Linked DNA regions of Mus musculus: all the other regions are linked to region 1. A link is a contact called in public promoter capture Hi-C data. All regions are on one chromosome and are shown on one strand. The core of a region is the stretch at or near the end of the contact, and the rest is flanking DNA. Distances in the headings are between cores, read along the strand shown. Region 1 holds the start of Dhrs7 (dehydrogenase/reductase (SDR family) member 7). Region 2 holds the start of Six6 (sine oculis-related homeobox 6). Region 3 overlaps Rtn1 (reticulon 1).

Region 1 (4,364 bases), core at 80-2,579:
ATCTGTCTCAATGGTGCTCAGTGGAGAGTTACAGTTAAAAGATGTATGGGGTATTTAGGATTCTTGCCCTCAACACTGACAGTCTCCGAGTCACAGCCATGCCCTCTCCTGTTTTGCAGCGCTGAATCCACAAGCACACTGTGCAGTTGCATTTGTCAGTACTGCAACTGTTTGAGCCAAGGCAATGCAGCTTCAGAGAAAAGACAGCAAGGATGCCTGCCAACATCTGGGAGGGACATAAAATCCAAGATCCAGCTGTCACCTACTCCTGCCCTGCTGACTTTGAATGCAGTACCTTCTGAGCCACCAGCTACTTCAAAGCATTTTTGTTCGGGTGCTTTGTGTATTTTCCACCACGAACAGTGGAATCCCACTTAGTCCTTTAAGGATCAGAAAAGCCTACCTAGGGAGGCTTTGAGTTTCTCTGTCAATGTCTTTAACTGAAAAACAATACGAAGAGTGCCCATGTCATCAGAATTGTTAACGCCAAAGGTCAGAGGCTGTCTGTGGCCTGCTGAACACACTGCCAACGTGACATAACACCCAGCAGCATCTGTGAACTGATATATCGGAGCATGTGAATCATGTATTAAGTGAACATTAAACACCACGCAAGCTGCAGATCGAAGTGGAGCGGGCGAAACGTGCCTTACTGTACACAGAATGATCTCCCTCCTGGCAAAAAGCCAGCTCAGCGCTTTCTATTGCGAAAATTTTAACCAAGTGAGCAGGTGAGTAAGTGATTCAGGCCAAATTTTCTTTGGGTGCTTCCGGGAAAGTAAAAAGTGCAGGATCAAAGAATGTTCCGGCCTCTTAGAAAGCAAGGGACACACTCTGCTCTCCATGGTGCCTTCCCTGAGAGTGTCCGGGGATCCTACGGAAGAAGTCTGTGTCTTGCAGGCATCAGAGAATTGCAGCGCTCTCTTGGGGTTTGACGTTTTCTATCCTAGTCTGGGTAACAAATCAGGGCCATTTTCGAATTAAGACAAGCGACAGAGTGGGTACTGCCTGTTTAGCCCCTGCCTCTTCCTCCCGGACCCTCAGCCCTTGGTCAAGGCTCAGCTTGGCAACAGCTGGGAGGGACCTCGGCCCTGATCTTCCTTAGAGCCCAGGCTGTAGAGGATGCTCACCTGGGCGTCGCCCTTGCCATTCAGCCCACAACAAGGTCAGGTCCGCATCCGCCCGCAAAAAGCGCAAGAGCTGCACAAGGGGCAGGATCAGCGCGCACAGCGCCAGCAGCCACAACAGCAGCTCCCAGCTCATCGCTGTCCCTTGCCTACCCGACTCTGCCGCAAGCGGAAGACAGTCGGCGCCCGCCCTCTACGCGGCGGGTCACAACCCGGGGCTCCGCCTAGCGAGTCCCCGAAGGTGGGGCTCCATCTGTGTCCCGGGCTGCACCACGGCGTCTCTGCGCGTCCCTACTGCGTGCAAGACTGCCGGGGTGTTGCAATAGAAGGCATGGAATCTTGGGAAACTGCTGTTGGGAGAGCAGTCAACAAGATTTGTGAGGGCATGAAGGAGTCTTTAACAGCTGTTTTTAGGACGACTTTTCAGGGCTTTGGTGGTGCCTTGGCGAGAAACAAAACAAAACTTTGATCACTGCCCGCTCCGACCCCGAGGCCCCATCCCCCGCTCCACGCTGGGAATTGTGCCCAGGTCCTTCTTCGCGCTGGGCAAGCTCCCAAAAGCTGAGCCAAACCCTCACTCACTCTTCCTAATCTGTTTTCCTTTCACTTTAAGCTTGTGGACTGAGATAAGCATACCGAAGTAACTCAGCACTTGAACTGGGTTGCCCTCGTGGACTGGCCGCTTATATTTAGAAAAACATTACAAATGATACTCATATTTGGCCAAAAGTTGGCTATCATGGCCCAGAGTAATCAGAACATAAAACTAACTGGGCTAGAAGGCAACTGTTGCTAAGTTCCAGGAGCTAAAAACACTCAGGTTGGTGTCCTCCTGCCACCGTTTGTAAATGATGCCATTATCATTTGACAGCATTTGAATATGGAAAGGCCTCTGTGCACACTAATTGCTCTGTTCTTTCTTCTGTGTTTGTTAGTATTGTTTTTATAAATTGTCACTTTTTTTTTTCCGAGACAGGGTTTCTCTGTTTCTACTTTGTAGACCAGGCTGGCCTCAAACTCAGAAATCCGCCTGCCTCTGCCTCCCAAGTGCTGGGATTAAAGGTGTGCGCCACCACGCCCAGCTGAATTGTCACTTTTTTCATTGCAGTGAGAAAAGGTTTACAAAGGTCTATATTTTGCATCTTTAGAGTGATCTATGCAGGAAATATTTGAACTAGTGTTAATCAGAAATTGCTGTGGTATAGTTCAAGGTGCATGTCAGTTAGCTAAACTTTTGGACTGCCATTTGGAATAATATTGGTCAAGAATTGCTCTAATTGACGTATCACCTGGGCCATGTGAATTTTATTTTTATTTTGTAGCACATTACTTTTGTAATAAGATGTCTTAAAATACCACACAGAGTCTCATGATGAATCTTATCCCAAATGTTTCCCCTTCTGTAAAAGGACAGGACTGCAGTGGATCTAGTGTTCCGATGGGTCACAACCCCAAGCTGTGGGGATGAGGGATCTGAGACTGGGACATTGGGCTTGGGAGACTGGCAGGAAGCTATGATCTCTTCCTGTCCACCCCTAGGGATTAGACCCGGGTGGGTGCTGAGTGTCGAAGTGCCAAGGCAGAGCTTTAGAGTGTTTTTCCGTACTGGAGCTGGAGAGGTGGCTCTGCTGTTAGAGGCACTTGTTGCTCTTGCAGAGAACCTGGGTTCAATTTCCACACCCACATGGCAGCTCACATCTGTTGGTAACTCTTGTCCCAGGGGATCCATTTCCCATCTCTGACCTCCGAGGGCATCAGGCACTCACATGGTGCACAAACATACTTTCAGACAAAACATTCATGCACACAAACAAAAAAAGCTTTACTAACATGACTTTTTTTGCCTTGTTTTGTTTCATTTCAGGCTCTCACCGCGGAGCACTGCTTGTGCTGGGACTCACTATAGAGACCACCCTGGCTTCAAACTCAGAGAGATCACCTGCCTCAAACTCAGAATGTTTTATGTTAACAAACGGAACACTTAGTTGAACACAATAACTGCACATGTTGGTTTGGAGGAAGCACTCCTAACCAGGATGATTCATAATCATCATATTAAAAAATTCACTTTTAAAACAGTGATCTCTAACTCCTTAAAAAAAAAAAAAAAAAAAAAGATTCACTTTGGGGTCCGAGGAGATGGTTCAGCAACATGACTTGGCCAGACCATGACATCCAAATTTTGTTAAAATGTTAGTCTAGATGCTACTGTGAGGTATTTTAAGATTTATTTAACATTTATATCAGTAGACTTTCAATAAAGCACATACCTACCCCCCATAATGTGGGGAGTTCAATCAGTTGAAGTGTTATGAGAAAACAGCAGAAGGCTAGGAAGATCTTGCTTCCAGACTGCCCTTGGGTTCCAATTACCTCGCCTCTCCCCTGAATTCCAGCTGCCTGTGTGCTAGGGACGTCAGGCCTACTGCACTTGAAAGCCATGTGAACCAATTCTTTACCATCACTCATAAATATGTATGTGTTTTTGTTTCCCTGGAAGACCTTGACTAGTTAAAAAAAAACTACAATAAAACCACATGACAGTTTGGGCATTAGAGAAGGAAAACACAAACCAATGTCAACTTCAGAAATTATTTTTCACTTGAACAATAGCATTATTCAGTAATTCATGTTGGAATCCAGTTATGCCCTCCCCACCTCGTGTGTGTGTGTGTGTGTGTGTGTGTGTGTGTGTGTGCGCGCGTGTGTGTGTGTGTGCGTGCACGCTTAAGTTCAAACCCAGGGCCTCAAAAATTCTAGGCAAGTTCTCTACCACTGAGCCCAGTTATATATTTAGTGAGCCCATTTCAATCATCATTAGATAACATATCTATTATGATATCATAATATATAATATATTATAATATTATAATTTTAATTATAATATTATTTCCTCATTTCTTCTGTTCAGCAGTGAGAAAGAATAGACAACAGGAGGCTTGGACTCCGGGGTCTGTGGTAATGACACTGAACACAGCCAGCACCAGGATTGCATGTCAATTCCAGTGCAGATATCACCACAGAACCTGGGAAGAAAGTGTTGAAGACAAGAAGGACAGGCGAGCAGATGTGGGGACTCTCCTGAGACCTGTGTGCTCATAACAGAGCAGGAACAGGCTGGGTCTCGGGAAGCAGCGGTCCTTAGCTGTGCAGTTGTAGTTTTAACAAACACACTCGGCTGGCCTGGCACTCACTACGGAGACCAGGTTGGCCTCAAAGTTCTGATCCTCTGCATCC
Region 2 (4,551 bases), core at 354-2,853, 280 kb after region 1:
TCCCCCCCACCCCCCACCCCTTTCCCTCTGCTACCCCCCCCCCCCCCGCGAACTGTGAAGATCTGTGAAAATAATATCAGGGTTTTCCGTCAGAACGAGCTTTACCCTGCACTCAGGCGTGGTGTGATCTGACCCGACACATCCAACCATCTGTGCTATCTATCTGCCTTCTGATTTACTCAATCTGTACAAGCCGCATACAACGTGTACTTGATACTAAAGAAAAGACAGCTAGCCCCAGTCCAATTCAGGGATGAACCTTGTCGTCTGATTTTTTTTGGGGGGGGGGCGGGGGGGGGCACCTATACCCAGTGTTTCCTTTCTACCAACTAATAAGCCCCGTCCATGGCTACATGAGATCGTGGTTTCCTCGACGGAAGCCCCAGAAAGCGGTATGATGTGGATGTCAATTGGGAATCAATAAATGTTGCCAATTCAATCTATTGGCCAGAAGGCAGAGTGCCAAAAAAGGCCCATGCTCTCTGCAGGAGGGGTCAGTGACCCGTGGCTCTGACCAATCTACCTTGCCACCTTAACTGCACGGCATTGTGGGATGCAGCCTGCACTTTATCTTGCTGGCACTTCTGATCTAAAAAAAAAAAAAAAAAAAAAAAAAAAAAAAAAAAAAAAAAAAAAAAAACCACACGGTTTCTATGTCCGCCCCAGGAGTTGTAAGTTCTAGACAGAGGCAAAATCAGCCTGCCATGAGAGAATCAAATCTGTTTTTAAAGGATCTTTGAAGTAGGCTTTTAAGTTGCTGTCTTGACCTAAGAATGGCTTCTCACTCTAGATGTGGCTGCTGCCCATTTGTTCAAGTCCACTGAACTGGAGAGAGGGGGTCTATGAAGGATAACTTTATTTAGTCAGAAGCCCCTACAGCTTGCATTTCTTGGAGTTAGACTCCGTGATTAGCACCTAGTTGTCAAATGGTGTGTGTGTGTGTGTGTGTGTCTGTGTGTGTCTGTGTGTGTCTGTGTGTCCTTGCCGCCATATAAAACAGTTCCAGGGACCTTTGAAGGGAGCAAAGTTAGAGTCCAAACTGACCTCTACTACAGATCTGTGGTTCTGTTCCTTCTGTTCCCGGCTTGCTTCCTATGCAGCTGGAAATGGTAAGCGGCAGACAGGCAGGAATGGGTGCCTGGGGAAAAAAAAAATGAGAGGATCCACTTCCCCTCCCTGTCCCTTTGGTGCATGCTCTTCCCGGGGGTGGGGGGTTGTCGCTTCCCTATGTTTAAACTTTCTCAAAGGGTTTGTTTCTCCCAGTCCTCTTTTGTCCTCTGGAGTCCTTTCGACCCCGGCATAGCATCGCTCCCAAAGTGAATTCCTGCAGCATCCTACCTCTCTGGTGGGAAAACAAGAGGGAGGGGCTGGACAGGGGGAGCCCGGAGGGTGAGACGCTGCGGATTTCGTGTGCGTTCCAGCCACTCCTACCTCTTTTTTCATTCTTCAGGTTCAGCAGTCTCCCCGGCAAACCGTGGGCGCTGTCGATTCTGGGGAGGTGCTGAAACGACCGGGGCGCTCTAGTCGCAGCCTTGATTGGCAGAGCAGCCTAGTGACTGACAGGGGGTCTCCATGGCGCCCGCGTCTCCAATCCGCCCACCCCAGTAGCGGCACGGTCTAGCTGGCTGGCTTTTCCTAGCTGAGCAAGCGCAGCCGAACCCAACCCACAGCTCTTCCAGGCGGGAAGGCTCCCCCCGACTCTGTAACCCCCAGCCGCACCCCGCTCGGCCCGCGGGCATCTGCTGCGTGTCCCACCCGGGGCGCCCGCGCAGCCTCGATGTTCCAGCTGCCCATTTTGAATTTCAGCCCCCAGCAAGTAGCCGGGGTATGTGAGACCCTGGAGGAAAGCGGCGACGTGGAGCGCCTAGGTCGCTTCCTATGGTCGCTGCCCGTGGCCCCAGCAGCTTGTGAAGCCCTTAACAAGAATGAGTCGGTGCTGCGAGCGAGAGCCATCGTGGCTTTCCACGGTGGCAACTACCGCGAGCTTTATCATATCCTGGAAAATCATAAGTTTACTAAGGAATCGCACGCCAAGCTGCAGGCGCTGTGGCTCGAAGCGCATTACCAGGAGGCAGAGAAGCTGCGTGGACGGCCCCTAGGGCCAGTAGACAAGTACCGAGTAAGGAAGAAGTTCCCGCTGCCGCGGACCATTTGGGATGGCGAACAGAAGACTCACTGCTTCAAGGAGCGCACGCGGCACCTGCTTCGAGAGTGGTACCTTCAGGACCCATATCCCAACCCCAGCAAAAAGCGAGAGCTCGCCCAGGCAACCGGACTGACCCCCACACAGGTGGGCAACTGGTTCAAAAACCGCAGACAAAGAGACCGGGCAGCTGCAGCCAAAAACAGGTCAGTACCAGCAGGCCTCTAGGCTTGGTGCACACCGGGATGGGGCGGGAGGAGGCATTCTTGGCCCTTACCTGGTGTCCAGGGACCCAAATTCAAAGGGAGCTGGGAATGCAGTCTGTCTTGGGTTTATGAGCCCACTGTGTTCTAGATTCCTATGCAGGCTCCTGGTTCCCCACCGTCCCCCCCCCCTGGTTCTTGGGGTTTTGGGGGTCACTGCAGCAGCTGATGTGGGTCACCAAACTAAAATGTCGCTGTAGTTAGGGAAACGGGGGCGGAGGGAGGGAGAAAGATTAAAAGCCCAGGATCAATCAGAAATCCAGAGGCCCAAAGCTAATTTTTACTAGCATGGACCCAGGCTCTCATCAAGTGAAGCCTATTTAGTTAGCTCTATTTTTAAATCCCGGCTGCATCCTTCCCTGATGCTCTGAAAAAGGTTTCAGTTTTCAGAGAGTCTCAGATTCTAAGAGGCAGAAAGACGTGTTTCCTCATGACAACTATCCTGTCTCCACCCAGCAAGCTAGTCGGCCTATGCTTTTCATTCGCCAGCTTTTGGAGCTTGCAACTCAGGCCCAAACTCTTCAAGCATCCTCTAGCCTCAGGCATGACCCATAGGGAGATGTAGTATTAGAAAAGGAATCTCGTATCCTGAAGCCTTATCTGTCCCGCTTTGCGCTGGAGGATTTCTGACAATCCTCCAGTAAATCTCCCAACATTTGGGTGACAAATGAGAAAGATCTGGGGAGGCTAAGGCGGAATTCATAGTGAGCTGAGAAACAAGGAGACAGACATACAGACAGACAGAGAGGGGCAACGGCAGGATTCCGCGAAAGAGCTGTGGTGCATCGGTCCAAACCCGGTCACTTCACCTTCCCCAGCTTGTCAAGGTCTGAATAAGAGTCTTAACAAGGAGCTGGAGGTAGACGGGTCGGAGAAAAGGGGTACAATGTGGCGGCTTGATTTCTTGCTGTGACCAGTGTCCCTTTCTCCCCAACCCTCCAGACTCCAGCAGCAGGTTCTGTCGCAGGGCCCCGGGCGGGTGCTACGCTCGGAGGGTGAGGGAACGCCTGAGGTGTTGGGCGTCGCCTCCAGCCCGGCTGCCAGTCTGTCGAGCAAGGCGGCCACTTCGGCCATCTCCATCACATCCAGCGACAGTGAGTGCGACATCTGAGCTGCCCACTCATCACACTTAGAATCCAGTGTAAAAATGAGATACACAAAATAAAAAAAGAGAGAGAAAGAGAGAGGACAAGACCAGCAAATACGGCGCTGGCAGAAGCCCCGTGGCCAGGGACCCGCGGGCCTAAAGGCTCTAGAAGCGAGAATCCATCGCGACTCTGGGGCATGCGGTGAGGCCTGACCCAATGCTACTTCTCTTCGCATTGCTTTTCCTGAAGGATCTGGCTGCAAAGACTCCTTTGGAACAGAACTGCACTCTGAGAGCCTGCCCTTGAGTCTCCTGCGGGTATTTCACTTCGAAAGGACGCTGTTATATATATGTATAACTTTTGCTTTGAAGGTTTCTTTTTTAAAAAACAAAACAAAACATATATATGCTGTTTATTTACTTATTTAAAAGACTTCCATGATAGGTTTCTCTGTAGCTTGGGGAACTTGCTGTTTTGAATGAGCAAGCTCACGCGTTCTGTGTGAAGAAGCCAAATAATAAAACAACTTGGTGGATAACCTTTCTTAATTAAGAGAGCTGCTATCTCAGATTTTAAAAATCACTCTTATTTCCTTTGCTGGGCACGCAGCATGGAGTCTTATTCAAATTGTCTCTCCAACTTCTCTATATCCTCTGACATCTCAGTATATTTATATTTTAAGCAGCCACAGATAAACCGCTAACTAACCGCCACATCGGATTGTATGAAAATGTATGCATGTGTATACATAAACATATGCACATTGCCATATTAAACCCAGAATTTGGAACATGAACATGCCATCTATGGCAGCGCTCTACATTCGCCACACAGGTGATCATGGTTTGTCCACCTAATCATTTTTATGAAGTGTTAGTGATTTTCAAGAACAATTTTAGAAGACAAATTTTAGACTCAGGTAATGAATCGTATTTTACAAAAATGCCAAGACACGAGGGCTTTATGATTAAAAAGTGTTTCCATTTTGTTTGAGGTACTCTCCCACTCAGAAACTTATGGTCATTCAAGGTAAGCATGTAGCACAGGTAGAATACTT
Region 3 (4,647 bases), core at 676-3,175, 380 kb before region 1:
GGGGAAACAGAAATGCTCAGAGTTTGAAACTTGCCAACACCAAAAGGCCTGTGCTCTTGAGGCTTTAGAAGCCCTGAGTTACTAGATCCTGAACACCAGCACACATCCCCACCTCACAGACTGGTTATGCAGTGGACGGAAAGCTGGCTTCTTAGTTTTAATTCAGTGTTGCCTGTGCAGACAGTAGAGATGTGATGGATGTTGGCGGTACAATCTAACTGCCAGCCACAGAGAGGCAAGAGGACTCAAGGGCACGCCAGTGGGGCAGCCAGAGAGACATCATGCTGGCCTTGTAGTTGGGGACCAGCAACACCATGGTCGGTAGGAGAGTCTGCCTCTCTGGAAAGTTGTGCCTCCAAAAAAGCACAGTATTTGATGCCAACCATGCACACTGGGCTGGGGGTAGAAAGAAATGGCTAATCAGAAAACCAGGCCCTTATTATGAATGTTCAGTGAGATGAAGTTTGTGCAGCTTTTATTGGCCAAACAAATAGTTTTCTGGTTCTATTGAGTAATATAAGACTGAAAGAAAACACTCTCTGTAGTCAAAAGAATAGGAGTGGCCTAAATCTCCTTGGTATCTGGAGTTACTGTGTTAAAAAAACACTCCTAAGAGCATACAATAAGAGGACATGCAATGCTTTTCCCTAGTCCCCAAACTCAATTTTACTTTTGCTTTCACACAGGTTACTGCAGGCTCCTGGCTTCAGGCTGGGGAGTATGAACAATCCAATACGAATGTGCAGCTTCCTCCATCCCTCCTCTCTGCCCCACTTTGTACCTGATCCCTGATGGCCTCTATGGAGGTTAAATGTTTAATTTCAGTTATACAAAGGTCTGTTGAGTTTCTCAAGCTATGCAGTAACTCCAAATGTACCACATAACAGGGAGAAGCCAGGTAGAAAACACATTTGCACCCCACCCCCCGCAGTAGTGTGTCATCATTTCAGCATCTGAAACTGGTACTCGGGCAATTGAAGCAACAATTATTTCTGTATTTGCCACCCCACCCCCAGTAAACCAAACAAATACTGTTATTACTTTTGGACAACCTAATCTCTTCCTTTGAAGTAAAGGGGAACGGGAAGAAGAACGGGATCAATATTCCACTAATAATCCCCCGGCCCCCAGATTTTGGAAGCTGTGGATAAATAAGTACAGAAAGATATGAATACAGATACGGCTCAGCTGTTGCAGTGTAAGTCAGCAACACAGAGAGGCCGGGGTAAGTGTGGCCTTCAGTGTGCCTGGAATGTTTTGTGACATCATTTTTAGCTGCATGTCTCTACCAATGTCTGGTTTCAAGGACTGGGTCTTAGTCACCTTAGGCTCCTCAGCTCCTACCCAGGAATTCCTATGTACTTGATTCAGGAATCCATGAGAGTGTGGGTATAGACACGTCTAATAACGTAAATAAAGATGAGCCTACATGACCTGCTTACAATTCTGATTGCTTGACTCTAGAACCTCCTACCACAACTACTGATAGAAATATTAGTCTTCTCATGATGTTCAGTGTTCAGATCAACTTGACTTCAAAGCTAGTAAAAGTAGGTCAAGAGAAATGAACCAGACTGCCTATACCTCTGGACTGGACTTAACTTCACACTGCCTATCACCACCTTGCTCTGAGTTATCTGGGTTCATTTGTGTGGATACATTAATCTCCTTCATGGATGGGATGTCAGGGCAGCAGACAGTCTTCCTGTTCTCCACTCCCTCCATTCCAATGTCTTCTAAAAAGCCCAGCATATACTCTGTTCTTAATAATCGTTTATTCAGTAACTTTACTGAGGTGGCAAATGTTCACCCACTGAGAGTCAGACTGCTATTTCAGATAAAGCAAAGGGACTTAGGAACACACTGACTGCTTAGTTACATCACACGCTTGCACGTGCTTCCCGAAGCTGAAGCACAAGTCTCCGGGAAAGGTGCATGGAGAGCCAAGAGAACATGATCCTTGGACAGCAGCCCCATGCGGTGATCAGTGGAAGAGTCGGCCCCATCAGTGTGCGAGGCTTGGGCTGCGTTCTACTGAGATGTTAAAAAGAAAGGGGACTTGCCGCACGGAAGCCAGATGGGCTTGAATGCCATGGAACTTACAGCAGATGGCACTCAAATATTAAGCTAACATTTGCCTATGCTCCAAGACGAGCCGTGTGAAGCTGGTTACATGATGTCTATTTAGAAACAAGCAGCAGATAGGAAAATAAATCTGGTATCGCTAAAGCTGTCTGCTAAAAGCAAACCTAGGCATTATCACCCAATGTACTTTTTGTACAAAGGAAATGTTGATATTCCTAAGGCTGAGTTAAGTCTAACGAAAACACCCAGAACAGGGCAGCAGGAGCCCACTCTCCCCGGAACCTGTTCAAAAAACAGGCTCGGTCTGATGAAGCCGTGAAAATCTGCTTCTGTGAATCCCATGGCAACAGTGGCAGTCCTCAGACAAACACTTTACAAACCAGATTTGTTTTTCTTCTTTCTAAATACCTTTGTGTGATATTTTTGGAAAATGTTGAAATACAACCGGCATTGCGTAAGGTGTAAACACACTGTTCCAAACGCTCCAGTTTTAGATCGGGTGTTTGTTAGTTTCTCACTAACCCACGGTGGTGACTCTGCTGGTAACCCTGCAGCATCCGGCTCTCTGGGGGATGCCCCAGAAAGTCTTGTCAGCTGAAAGTCAGACTCAATAACACTTACAAAGTGCAGTGGCTATCCAGTCAGAGGAGAAGATACTCTCGAGATTTATAAGCAGCGCAATGTCACAGCATATTGGCCATCCACTTTGCCTGGGTTCTTCAAGGCTTCCTCCCAGAGAAGAGGAGTCACGGAATAGTCTCTGATTTTCTCATTAAATCAGAAGTATAAAGACTATGAAATCTTGGTCACCAAAAAGTCAAGAGCAGAGCTAATAAGAGAGTCATACAACCATGTGAACAGTGAAGAATCTCATAATGATTCTCTATGTGTAAAAACTTTCCTGGTAAAAAATGTTTGTCATAGACAAAGGAGCCCTACCTAATAACCAACTAGCACACAGAGCGTTGCCCTGATTTCTGTCATCATTTAAGACACCTTTGCTCACATGCTAATTAAAATAGATCAACTGAAAGGGGGGAATTGGAAGAGTATTAGAGAAATATGACATATTTATTTAAAGTATCAATAGTTCTGAGGTTATGCAAGAAAAATGTTTCTGGTTTTGGATATGCACATTGAAACATTTCCATGATAGCAACTTTATTTTTAAAATACTTCCCCCAAAACCAATACAACCAACATGACAGGATCCTAGTGCTAAATTCTGCCAAGTTATAAATGAAAACTCATCCTGTTATTCTAATCTGTGAGTTGAAATTTTGCTTAGAGATCATTTTTAAATATCTCAATGTATAGATTATGGAGACTCATTCCAAATCATTAGTTAGAGTCAGGTATTTGAAGAGTCAGTCTTTACCTGCTACCAAAATATATATTGTTAATGGGCAGAAGTTCCTTGTCAATGCGTCTCAAATCCTGCCCATGGGCTTTAAAAAGGTGTGACGTGGGTAAAGAAGAAACAGCAAACAGTCAAGTCCTTCCAGTAGCACGCCTCCTTCCCACCGCTGAGACAAGAAGTTCTATGTGAAGCCTATTTCCTATTTGCTACATTGCACCATCCAAAGAGTGCATAGGCAAGCTTGTTTTCCATTTAAGATAACTGAAAGGGGTTTTTATGCAGACATTTTTTTATGAATGGAGTAACATTTTATGTGACAAACTCTCAAACCGTTGCTTATCTAGTCTAAAGGAGTCACCCCATATTTGTTATTGTGAAAACATTAAATCCTGCCTCACTGTTATTCAAATGTCTCGGAAATACCCGTTTACCAGAAGGTAGCAGTCCTGAAAAACAATGCAGACAAACCTTTATGTGGGAAGCTGCCTGATCTGAGGGTGATGTGCGGAGGGCAGCAACCTGGTATATGTCACACTGGATTCAAACAAGTCATTAAAGTCCTGTCTCTAAAGTTTCTACTGCCTTTTAGCTGTCTGGCTACAGCTGATAAAAACAGAGATTAGGGCTCAGGCTAAAGGTTAAGCCCAAGAAGGCAGCTGTGCCAGGTGGGCTTCACCAGATCCTGACAAAGTGGCTAATTCATACCTCTCATTGTTTGAGGGAATATGAATGATGAGGTTATCAAAGGGCAGGCTGCTGACTGGCAGGTGTGGGGCGTGGCTACCAAGGCAGAATTACATAGGCAGAGCATCAAGCCAGCCTCAGGAACACCTGGCCAGAAGGCTCATCCACCAAGGACAGCCCCCTTGCAGTCTCACATTCTCCTGGGTCCTTAAACAACCTGCAACCTGAGCATGTAGCATTTGAGGTAGTACAGAAAACACAGCCCAATTAAAAAATGGGAGTGTAATTGCTGCAATTTGTGATGTTCCAGTTCTATCAGCCTGACTACTTCAAAAGCATCACTCAGTTCATAATCTCATTACAATTGCAGAGAGGACAAAATATCTTTATCTTTATCATAGATAAGGCTTTGGAAGTTTTGGGCCAGTAAGTGATAGATGGGGATTCACACCCAAATCTGTCTTACTCTAGAACATCTATATCATTTGTCAAATCTCTATAATCACCTCAATAACAAA

The links. Promoter capture Hi-C pulls out the DNA fragments that hold promoters and counts their contacts. Capture Hi-C pulls out chosen DNA fragments and counts their contacts.
Region 2: a promoter capture Hi-C map of adipose tissue shows a contact between it and region 1. The contact joins the promoter of Six6 here to the promoter of Dhrs7 in region 1. A contact is called at or near these places in 2 of 39 promoter capture datasets (the C10 cell line and embryonic stem cells), 2 of 484 Hi-C or Micro-C datasets (both in embryonic stem cells), 3 of 115 datasets of contacts at active chromatin or transcription factors (embryonic stem cells and stem cell-derived neural progenitor cells) and 4 of 9 other capture datasets (adipose tissue, embryonic stem cells, liver and 1 more).
Region 3: a promoter capture Hi-C map of liver shows a contact between it and region 1, with 3 times the contacts expected there. The contact joins the enhancer-like site here to the promoter of Dhrs7 in region 1. A contact is called at or near these places in 3 of 39 promoter capture datasets (hippocampal neurons, liver and stem cell-derived epiblast-like cells) and 10 of 484 Hi-C or Micro-C datasets (cerebellum, cerebral cortex, cortical neurons and 3 more).

Annotation. Positions count from the first base shown.
Region 1 is chr12:72,663,499-72,667,862 of GRCm38.p6, forward strand. It overlaps Dhrs7 (dehydrogenase/reductase (SDR family) member 7), which reads right to left and starts at 1,330. Exons shown (of 7, transcript NM_025522.5): 1 at 1,131-1,330. The coding sequence starts at 1,263.
Region 2 is chr12:72,938,279-72,942,829 of GRCm38.p6, forward strand. It overlaps Six6 (sine oculis-related homeobox 6), which reads left to right and starts at 1,604. Exons shown (of 2, transcript NM_011384.5): 1 at 1,604-2,349; 2 at 3,349-4,551. The coding sequence starts at 1,778. The coding sequence ends at 3,517.
Region 3 is chr12:72,283,531-72,288,177 of GRCm38.p6, forward strand. All of the region lies in intron 3 of Rtn1 (reticulon 1), which reads right to left. Among named protein-coding and RNA genes, the nearest start is that of Gm52013, 26 kb to the left of the region's middle. Within about 2 kb of position 1,926, at least 38 of the 459 cell types and tissues checked have an H3K27ac peak or open chromatin away from gene starts, as enhancers often do. A contact at or near this core is called in cerebellum, cerebral cortex, cortical neurons and 2 more, where this site is marked.